Regions from separate parts of the Mus musculus genome. Here region 2 is linked to region 1. Evidence: chromatin contacts called from public Hi-C data. All regions are on one chromosome and are shown on one strand. The core of a region is the stretch at or near the end of the contact, and the rest is flanking DNA. Distances in the headings are between cores, read along the strand shown.

What was found. Hi-C and Micro-C count contacts between places; a contact is called where the count stands out from the background.
Region 2: a contact with region 1 is called in a Hi-C map of ECoMG myeloid progenitors, with 5 times the contacts expected there. The contact joins two enhancer-like sites. A contact is called at or near these places in 4 of 484 Hi-C or Micro-C datasets (CD8 T cells, ECoMG myeloid progenitors, embryonic stem cells and 1 more) and 1 of 115 datasets of contacts at active chromatin or transcription factors (fibro-adipogenic progenitors).

Annotation. Positions count from the first base shown.
Region 1 is chr2:72,849,949-72,855,285 of GRCm38.p6, reverse strand. All of the region lies in intron 1 of Gm39849 (a long non-coding RNA gene), which reads left to right. Among named protein-coding and RNA genes, the nearest start is that of Gm39849, 9.2 kb to the left of the region's middle. Within about 2 kb of position 2,600, at least 25 of the 459 cell types and tissues checked have an H3K27ac peak or open chromatin away from gene starts, as enhancers often do. A contact at or near this core is called in CD8 T cells and ECoMG myeloid progenitors, where this site is marked.
Region 2 is chr2:73,050,646-73,055,663 of GRCm38.p6, reverse strand. No RefSeq gene overlaps it. Among named protein-coding and RNA genes, the nearest start is that of Gm39850, 44 kb to the right of the region's middle. Within about 2 kb of position 1,438, at least 117 of the 459 cell types and tissues checked have an H3K27ac peak or open chromatin away from gene starts, as enhancers often do. A contact at or near this core is called in CD8 T cells and ECoMG myeloid progenitors, where this site is marked.

The sequences.
Region 1 (5,337 bases), core at 1,351-3,850:
TTTTTTTTTTTAAGTTTTAACAAATTGTAGGGAGGGGCCAGGGGAAATACTCCCTATATAGAGCAGTAGACTTCTTAGTATCTTGATTCAGAGCACCCAGTCAAAAGCCAATACCAGGCACGACTCGGGGTTCTCTCGGGATGCTTCCCACTGAGAAAGGTTTCCAGAGCATGAGCTGGGCCATCACCATCTCAGTCAGAGCTTTAGTGAAATACACTGGGTAACATCATAACAGCTCTAGTTTGTTTATTTATTTACTTATTCGTTTGTTTGTTTGGTTATTTACATCTGATACAGGGTCTCACTGTGTAGCTAAGCTAGCCTCTAACTAGCAATCTTCCTGCTTCAGCCTCCTGAGAGTAAGGATTGCAAGCCTGTGCTACCATGCCTGACTACTTCATTTTTTTCTTTTTAGTTTTAGGTTTATTTACTTTATGTGTATGAATGGATGCTAACCGGTATGATATATATATATCATACCGCATGCCTACCTGGTGCCTGAGGAGGTCACTGACACTGGATCCCCTGGAACTGGAGTTACAAATGGTTGCACTAGGAATTGAACCCAGGTCCTTTTCAAGAGCAACAAGTGCTCTTAACCCCTACAGTCATCTCTTCCCACTTCAACTTTTCAAATGGGATTTCATCACTATAGCAAACAAAAGGTGACAATTTAGAATTTATTACTAAAAAACAAATAAATAAAACCCTTTCATCCAGGCAATGGTGGTACAATGCCTTTAATCCCAGCATTTGGGAGGCAGAGGCAGGCAGACTTCTGAGTTCAAGGCCAGCCTGGTCTACAGAGTGAGTTCCAGGACAGCCAGGGCTACACAGAGAAACCGTGTCTCAAAAAAACAAAAAACAAAACAAAAACAAACAAGCAAACAAAACAACAAAAAACCCTTTCAAATGTATTTAATCATAGTCACAAATAGAAATTAGGGCAAGACCTCTCAAAAAGCTATCACAGTGTTATCTCATCTTGTAAAACTCATTTTGCTAATTCATTCTCAGCCTGTGGTTTGCTATGGGAATGTAAACATATCCACAGAAACAGGGTAGTAAAATGAACCCCCATACCCATCACCACCTTCAGTAACTGTAAACTCTTGGTCATCTTGTCTGTTCTTTTTTTTCACGCCTGTACCCTCCACATTATTTTGAAGATTCCAGTCATTGTACATTTTCACTCATTAAGTATTTCAAAATGCATCTCTTAAAGATAAGGATCCTTCCTCTAACATTTTATTAGGAAAAAATTGGAAGCATACAGCAAAGTTGGAAGCTGTACACCCAACTGGTTATACTGTTTTGTTGTATAGACACCCATCTGTTCCTTCATCCATCAGCCCTCTTGGTTTAAAGAATGCTTTTCAGAGTAACTTGCAGACATCTTGCAGACTTCGCTTTAAGCACTTCAACATGCATATTATAAGCTGGAGTTTAATATCTGTTTATGGCTTTCTTCCCATTGAACACAACATTTACCTCACTGAAATACACGTCTGAAGTTCACATTTGCTGCATCTTGACAGATGTAACCCACACGCCTATGGAGACAGAATATTACCGTCAGTCCAGAAAGTTCCTTTTTTGCCTCTTCCTACTCAATTCCCACCAACACTCATAACCCCAGCCTCGTTTTCTGCCGTATGGATGTACAGAAGTACTTGGGAGTCTTTTCCTTGTCTGTTATGACCAAAGAAACTCGAAAGTGAAGCCTGGTCCCCTGCACAGCAGGCACAGGCTCCGCCCACCACTGTGCTACACTCCTTGCCCCTATACTTGCTCTTTGCTTTGTTCTTGCCTCTCCACCTTGTTGTGGGCCCGTACAGCGTTTCCCAAGTTGAATGGGGGACTTCCTATTTCTAGCCCCACTTCTTACCCCAGAGCAGGCTCCTGTGTGCTGTGTCAGGATTTTGTCTGAGTCAAGGTATTCATTGCTAAAGAGATTTTTGGAAACCAATGCTGGGGTCTTTTCAGTTCTAAGTTTATTTTCATTTCATTTTAAATCACATTGGGCTTTTCGTAGTTCCTTGAGCATGGCTCAAAATTACCTTGGTCACCACTGGCCTGGCCTTTCCCAGGCAAGGTCCTTTGTGGGTATAGGCAGAGGTTACTCTGTCACAAGGTTTTTTATTCCATGTCTGGCCAGTGTGATAGGGTTGGGGCATGGGAAATACCCAAGGGGGCCCCACCCTCTCAGAGGTGAAGGGGAGAGGGGATGGGGGGAGTGACTATATGAGGGGGGACCAGGAGAGGGGGCAGAGTTTGGGATGTAAATAAATAAAACAAAACAACCAAACTGAAAAATTTTTCATAAATAACAATAAAACAAGTGATGCAGTCTTAAGTGCTAGCATAGCATGTGTGAACCACTGGCTTCAATCCCTTGCACATCAATGAGGAGACAAAAGATATTTGTACATCTTGTCCTGCGAACTTCCCAATTACTTGGTAGTACAGAGAGATTTCAAAGAATGCCTGTCCTCTGAAATTACAGAGGCACTGGATTGCCTCACTCTTCCCTGACCCTGTCTTGGGGTGACTGGGTAATGGTTTCTCTCCTTGTCATCTCTGGCCCAAGCCCTGAAGCCCGCTGAGTCATCTGTGTGTCTGTCTCCTTCCTAGACTCGTGCCTCTTTTCAGGCTCCTCTTCCTCCAGGAAGTAGTGCTTCCTCTCTCTGGCTTTTGCTGAAACCCACGCTTGAAAGAATTTTGGAGTAGACAGCAGATGTTTCTAAAGGTTTAGGAATTTGCAGGTTTGCACCAGAGGCATGCAAAAGGTATTTTAAATGTTTAATTTCAGAAATTCCTATATTTCAAGAACCTTGTTTTTCAAATCAGTTTTGTTTTTGCCTTTTCTGCTTTCTTTATTAGACGGCAAGGTGAGTCTTTCTAACCTCAGGTGAGATGGGTCTAAGGTGGCCTTCCTACCTCAAAAGTCCAATTAACTAAATATTCCTCACAGGTTTGCCAAACAGCTTGAGTTTTTAGTTAATTCCAGATGTAGTCAAGTTGACAAGAACAGCCACCACAAGACCACTCCTCATCAACTTGATACACAATCATATCTCCATATCACGATTAATCTTCAAATGAAAACAAGAACCAGTTACAATCATGCCTAATGTGACATAAGTATCCCATGTACAACTGCAATTGCATTATATAGTTCAGAGTAGGTGGCAATATCCTTTGAGGGATATTCTTTTAGTATCTCAAAACTTTATCTGATAACCACTGATATTTTCTCAACTATCTTATTTACTGTAATGTTGCTGTGAAGAGATACCGTGACCAATGCAAGTTATAAAAGAAAGCATTTAATTGCTTACAGTTTTAGGGGATTTAGTCCATGATCATCACAGTAGGAAGAAGACAGGCATGGCATTGGGGAAGTAGCTGAAAGCTTTGCATCCTGACACATATGTAGCAGACAGAGTGACAAAGAGAAAGATGGAAAGAGAGAGGACAGAGAGTCAGAGAAAGAAAGAAACAAAGAAACACAGAGAGACTGGGTCTAGAAAAGCTTTTAGGAACCTCAAAACCCACCCCAGTGACATACCTCTTCCAACAAGGCCACACCTCCTACTCCTTACCAAAACAGTCCCACTTCCTGGTCACTGGGCATTCAAATATATGAGCCTCTAAGGCCTTTCTCATTTAAAGCATCACAGTAAATGTGGAAACATTTTGTGTACTAAATGTATAAAAACAACCTAACTATATATCAATGGCTAAATGTATAAGATAAATACACATATGTATGCATATAGTTGTACACAAATATTATTCACTCGTAGAAAAAGAACTGCTGCTGGGCATGGTGACTCATGTCTGTAATCCCAGAGCCCAGACTGCAATGTGAGACTATCTCAAAACAACAACAAAAAAAAACAACAACAACAAAAGCCAACCCTCTAACACACACACACAAGAATGCTTCAGATATCAATATCTTAAAATATGCCAGGTATATGGTAGATACTTAATAATTACTTGCCAAACCTGAATTATTGCTTTTGCTTAATAGGCTGATAATTGTATTATTTTTGTTTAATATGCTAACATGTATCTACTGATTTATAAATCTAGAGATTGGATGTCTTGTTCAAATTTAGTTGACATTTTCATTTTCTGTACAGCGACAGTGAGTCTAAACTGTGGGGCAGAGCCATTCTAGGACAAGCATGTGAAATATTTCTTCTGCTGTTTGATAGAGTATTGGGTCAAAGGAACAGTGTCCCCAAACCTTGTAACCAAGGAAGGTGTGCAGGCTAGCTCTACATCGACTTGACACAAACTATAGTCATCTGAGAGGAGGGACCCTCCATTGAGAAAATGGCTCCATAAAGTCAGGCTGTGGGCAAGCCTGGAGAGCATTTCCCTAATTAGTGATTGATGGAGAAGGGCCCAGCCCATGGTCCGCGCTTCTACAAGAAAGCAAGCTGAGCAAGCCATTTGGAGCAAGTCAGTAAGCAGCACCCCTCCATGGCTTCTGTATCAGCTCCTGCCTCCAGGTGTCTGTCCTGTTCCTGGCCTGGCTTTCTTCAGTAATGGACTGTAATGTGGAAGTGTAAGCCCAATAAACCCTTTCTTGCCAATTTGCTTTTTGGTCATGATGCTTCCAGAAATATATGAAGGAAAAATATTGTTACAGTAGTCTTGGATGGACTCTCGCCTCAACGTAGGCTTTGGACCTCACCTCCCAACCCCCTAGTAATACTAGAAATGTAAGCATCAGTTTTGCTCCACTGTAGGCTTTTTAAATCCCATATGAAAAGGTGGAGCTCCCAGGGCGTTGTTGAATCCAATAAGGGAAAACTGCTTCCTCCTGGTCCACAGAAGGAAAGTTTATCTTTGGCCCTGGGAAGAGACATGACATTCTGACCTACTCCAAAGATCACAGCATTACATACTATTGTCTCTCTCTTCCCTTGAGAATTAATCCAGCCGAGCCTGTCAATCACAGGTCTAGGGGACAAGCCCTGCCCCTGTTTCTTCTGGTAAGGCTGATTCTCCTGAAGCCATGCTAAGGAAAGGGGAGGACTCACTATCCTCTAATGAGATAACGTACTTACTTACTCTTCGCCCAAACTCCACGCAATTGTATGCAGATCTTTCCATAAAGTAGCGCTGCAGAGCTGAGCTGTTCCCCTCAGTAAAACCTAACTTTTCCTTCTCTTCTATCTCTGACCAAAGCCTGGGTAGGCTTTCTCTGGTACTCTGGACTTTCTCATTCATTCTCTGAAACTCCCCAGTCCTATTTCTACCGAGCTGCTGTTTGTCAATCACGTGGCTGCTTGGCCGATCTCCACTGCTAAATATCCT
Region 2 (5,018 bases), core at 189-2,688, 200 kb before region 1:
CAAACAAACAAAAAAACCTAGATGAAGGCTCACAGGATCAGGATATTAATGGTGTAAGACTGGTTGCAGAATTGGTGTGCATTTATTTAATGGCTGCTGGAAGGGGAGAGGGGCTGAGTAAGAGTAGACCTTGCAAGCCAAGTTAGGTTGGTCTCCTTTCCTGAGCCGTGAGTGTCTAGTTAGAAGTTCTCCAGTCTACCCCGGGCTGCTTATTCTGGTTCATGGCTGTTGCAATCCTGCCTGGACTCCTCCAGCCCTGTTTGGAAACAACTCCTGAGCCTGGAGCTAGGCAAGCCTCTCTCTACCTACCTCCTAGCCTAAGCCCCGTTCTAGCTTTTGTCAAATTATTTTCCTCTTTGCCCTGGGAGATCCCTGAGGTATCCAAGATATGGGATGGGACACCTGGATATCCATGAGAGCAGCTGCTTATTAAAGATTTATTTTTATTTATTTTATGTATATGATAACACTGTTGCTGTCTTCAGACACACCAGAAGAGGGCACTGGATCCCCATTACAGATGGTTGTGAGCCACCCTGTGGTTGCTGGGACTTGAGCTCAGGACCTCTTAAGAACAGTCAGTGCTTGTAACTGCTGAGCCATCTCTCCAGCCCGAGGGAGCACTTCTTAAGGACGTTGGTAGTAGTGCCGCAGATGCTCCAGGGTTTGGATCAGTAATAGAAAGAAACGGCAAGATGAAGGGAATCGGCGGACAGGGCTCACAATTAGCACTTTTGAGGCTCCGGGACCTGAACCCATGGATATGACCTACCTCCAATGGAAACACCCAGGGAAAAAAAATTCCAGAAGGCAGAACTCAAGGTCCCAGGATGCAAACATTAAGCTGAAACCCATGGACACAGCTCTGTGTAGGAATATCCTGTCATCCAGGCTCAGTATTTTGTAGATCTTCAGTTGCTCTCCAGGCCTCCTTGGCAGGCTGAGGGTTGCACCTACACCAAAACAGAAACTCCCAGACTTTCTTCTTCCTGGTCATTATCTCCTCAAGTAGAACACAACTATTGATGGAGCACTTACAGCGTATTGGGTAATATGAGTAATTGAGAGGCGATTTAAGGTGTATGGAAGGATGTGCTTGGCGTGTATGCAAACAGCATCTGATACATAGGATTTGAACCTCCACAGACTTTGGAATCCACTGGAACCAGTCTCTGCGGGAACACTAGACAGGAACAGGAGAAGGGTAGGAGGAGGGGTGAAGGTGAGGTCAAGGAGGCTGGCTTGCATGGAGGCACTGATCGCCTGGGTTAGTGGATACTGGGAAGTAGAAAGAAGTGGGAGGAGGGGAGGTGGCTGGATAAGAGAAACTAGGTAGCAGCAACTGATACAAATGGGGAGTGGCTAAGAAGAGGAAGTGTGGTCAGATGGAGAAGCCAGAACCACAGGAAACAATACCACGTGTGGGGAGGGCAGAAGCTTCGAAGGGGGCACGCCTGGCAAAAAGAGGAAGGCAGCCATTTGCAGCAGGGTCACGAAACCCAGGAGGAGGAGTGCTCCCCAGGCAGTTGTATGGGATCACAGATGTCCTAGGCCCTGTGCCCAGTACTATGCATGGATTATCTGAAGTGAATCACAGAACAACAGTATGCTCACCCATTTTACAGATGAGCCAGCTGGCACCCTGACTGGCTAAAGAACGTGTCCATGGTCACCAGGGAAGGAAGTAAGGAACAGGGAATCCAGACTCTCTTTTTTTTTTTTTTTTTTTTTTTTTTTTTTTTGGTTTTTCGAGACAGGGTTTCTCTGTGTAGCCCTGGCTGTCCTGGAACTCACTCTGTATACCAGGCTGGCATTGAACTCAGAAATCCACCTGCCTCTGCCTCCTGAGTGCTGGGTGTGCGCCACCACTGCCCGGTGGGATCCAGACTCTTAAGGGTAGATGGCATCTGAGGGAGAGGAAGGCTGCGAAACTGTCCAGAGAGATGGTTAATAGAAACAGGTGGTGCTTCTTAGTGGCTTCTTAGGGTCGGGGGTGATAGGTCAACAAAGTAAAAGCTGAGCGATGTATATCTGTATGTGTGAGGGGAGGTAGTATGGATACACACACACACACCATATACAACTTTGTACTCAGTATTCAACAAAAAAAGATTTTCTTTTTCTTTTCCTAATCTACACCCTTTTTCCAGAACCTAGCTGACTGTAGAGTTCCCAGGAGAAGAAATCAAAGAAAAAGACTTCTGCATCTCCTGTCTTAGCTACTTTTGCACTGTTATGAAGAAACACTATGACTGAGGCAACTTATAAAAGAACGAGTTTATTGGGGTTCACAGTCACAGAGCATTAGAGTCCATGGCCATCGTGGCGTGGAGCATGACAGTGGGCAGACAGGCATCGCACTGGAGCGGTAGCTGGGAGCTTCCATGCTGAGCTGCATGCAGGCAGAAGGCAGAAAGAGAGTGAGTGAGTGAGTGAGTGAGGCTAGGCTGAGGTGGGCTTCTGAAACCTCAAAGCCCACCCCCAATGACCTACGGCAAGGGCACAAGGATTTCTCCCAATCCTTCCCAAACAGTTCCACCAAACTAAGGACCAAGCATTCAAACACATGAGCCTGTGGAGGTCTCTATCATTCAAATCACCACGGCTTTCAAAGACCAGAACACAGAGAGGGTATCCTCGAGAGACCTGAAAACCGTTGAGGCTGGTGCTTTGCCCCAGATTTACTCCTCTCCTTCCTAGGTGTTTGATTGGCTGACTTTACAACCTCCCTGGAGGTCAATAGGTTCCTACCCTGCAGCCAGCCTCTGCCCCACAGTATCTGAGCTCCTGCTCTCTCTCTCCATTTCCCTGACAAGTCTCAGTTACATCCCAACCTGCTTCTACATTCTGTTTCAGCTTGCTGTCAGGATCCCGCCAGGACTACAGATGGCCTTCTTAAAAGCAGACGTCCTGATCTGCTTTGCCCTGACCCATGCCCAGCAGGCTCCCAGTTCATCTTCTGCATTAAAGAAAGGGGGTTAAGATTACGGCAGTGGCCGTTTGGTCCTCCCTGAGACAGGAATGGTACTCTAGTCTAGGAAAAATGAGTAGCCACCACCACCACCACCACCACCACCACCACAGGGAAGAGAATCAGAGCAGCTTTCCAGGTAGGGAGTGACCTGGGCAAGGCCCATAGTTGGGCGTTTGGGAGACAGCGAGAAAACAGTTGGGTTGAACAGTGCCCAGGATGGGCCGATAGTGCCAGGGTGGAGTTCCTGTGTGGGCATTGAAAAAATTGTTGAACGGGCCATCACTCAGTAAAAGTGACACTGTGGGACGATTACTCTGGACATGGGCGTGGCATTAGGTGGGGGCTGCCTCTTAGGGGATATTCTTGTTGACCATTGATCATCCCGTCTGCTTGTCTTGTGACCACTCCAGGACAGCCTTGGGTGTTTGTGTGTTGCATTCTCTCTCCACTGTCATTGCTCCAAATTCATCAGAATTCACACCTGAAGGCGTGTTGTCCATTGGTGAGACTCCAACATCGACCGTTCCCCTCCTCACCACTCCTTCCCCCCATAGAAATGGCACCAGGCACCTGAAGTGCTTCCTTCTGTTTTCCATCTTTGGATCTATGCAGTGGCAACCCTGACTGACATCCCAAAGGAGCAAAAGGCATAGAGACCTTTGTCTGGCACTTCAAGAACAAGGGTAAGTTTAGCACCACAGGCTTGTGAGACAATAATAAGTTGAGAGGGGAAACCAGCCCATTAGCACAGGCTAGGAAATGGCCTTTTCTGCCATCTCTCCAAACGTACTCACACCTGTGTGTGGATCCTTGCTTACACATGCTCATTGGGCCCTTGAAAGGTCAAGGCCAGTTGCAAAAGCGCCCATTCCACAAGACTCCTAATTTATGTTGGGAACTAACTATAAAGTTCCCATGGCCCCCATCTTCCTTTGCCATGATAAAGAGCAGGTCACATTACTGTCACACAGATGTGACACTTGATCAAAACCCATCTTCTTTAACAAACCTGTAACTCCCAGCATTGAGTCACCAATGCCATGGGACGAGCCAGGGAGCCTGCTCAGGTGGCATGTGCTTTCATTAAGAGGCTATGGATCTCCTTTTATTTCACTTCCATTTGTTATAAAATTCAGACTCCATCCCCTTTTTGATTTGACAACAGCACACTTGAAAAGAAGTTGACACCAAGTTGGGGAAAAAGGGACTTGTTCTCTCTTCAATTGGGAGCAGACCACAATGCCTCTGAATCTGTCCAGTAGTGATCACTGGGCCTTCTGACCTTCTGTCAGCAAGTTGACAGGAACACGGTCAAACTAAAGCACAAACCCAGACACTATCAGGCGTTTTTCCTAAGTAGGGTCTAAATACTCCTAATCTCTGAGCCCCAGGAAAGACTGCCCCTTCTCTGCCTCCTTCCTTAGGTCTTTTCTCTGAGTTTTCTTTCTTTTTTCTTAGATTTATTTATTATTATACATAAATTCATTGTAGCTGTCTTCAGACACCCCAGAAGAGGGCATCAAATCTCATTATGGGTGGTTGTGAGCCACCATGTGGTTGCTGGGATTTGAACTCAGGACCTTTGGGAGAGCAGTCAGTGCCCTTACCCGCTGAGCCATCTCACCAGCCCCTTCTCTGAGTTTTCAATCCTCAGATGAGGTCTTTTGCTAGATTTCTGGGGCAGAAAATTTACTTCCCTTCCACTTAGTCCTTACAGCCTCCCGGGGAGGCCTAAAAATCGCACATTTCTTCTGTACGAGCCATGGTGATTCTCATGACCTAATTCGGATGTTGTTTTTCAAATTGCTTACTTATTAGCTAAATTAGATAATTTACTTGAGGTATGTATCTTAAGAAAGAAATTTATTTCTGCTTTTAAAAAAGATCTGGCCTTCGAGTAAAAGACAGCAGTGACAACACGGGGTACGGTGGACATTTTAAGGCTCCTCAGAACATCCATCTAGTAAATCTGCGCATGCGCCACATCCCTAGGCACTGAGCTCTGGCAATGTATACAATGTACTTATCCCTGCAAGGACTTGCA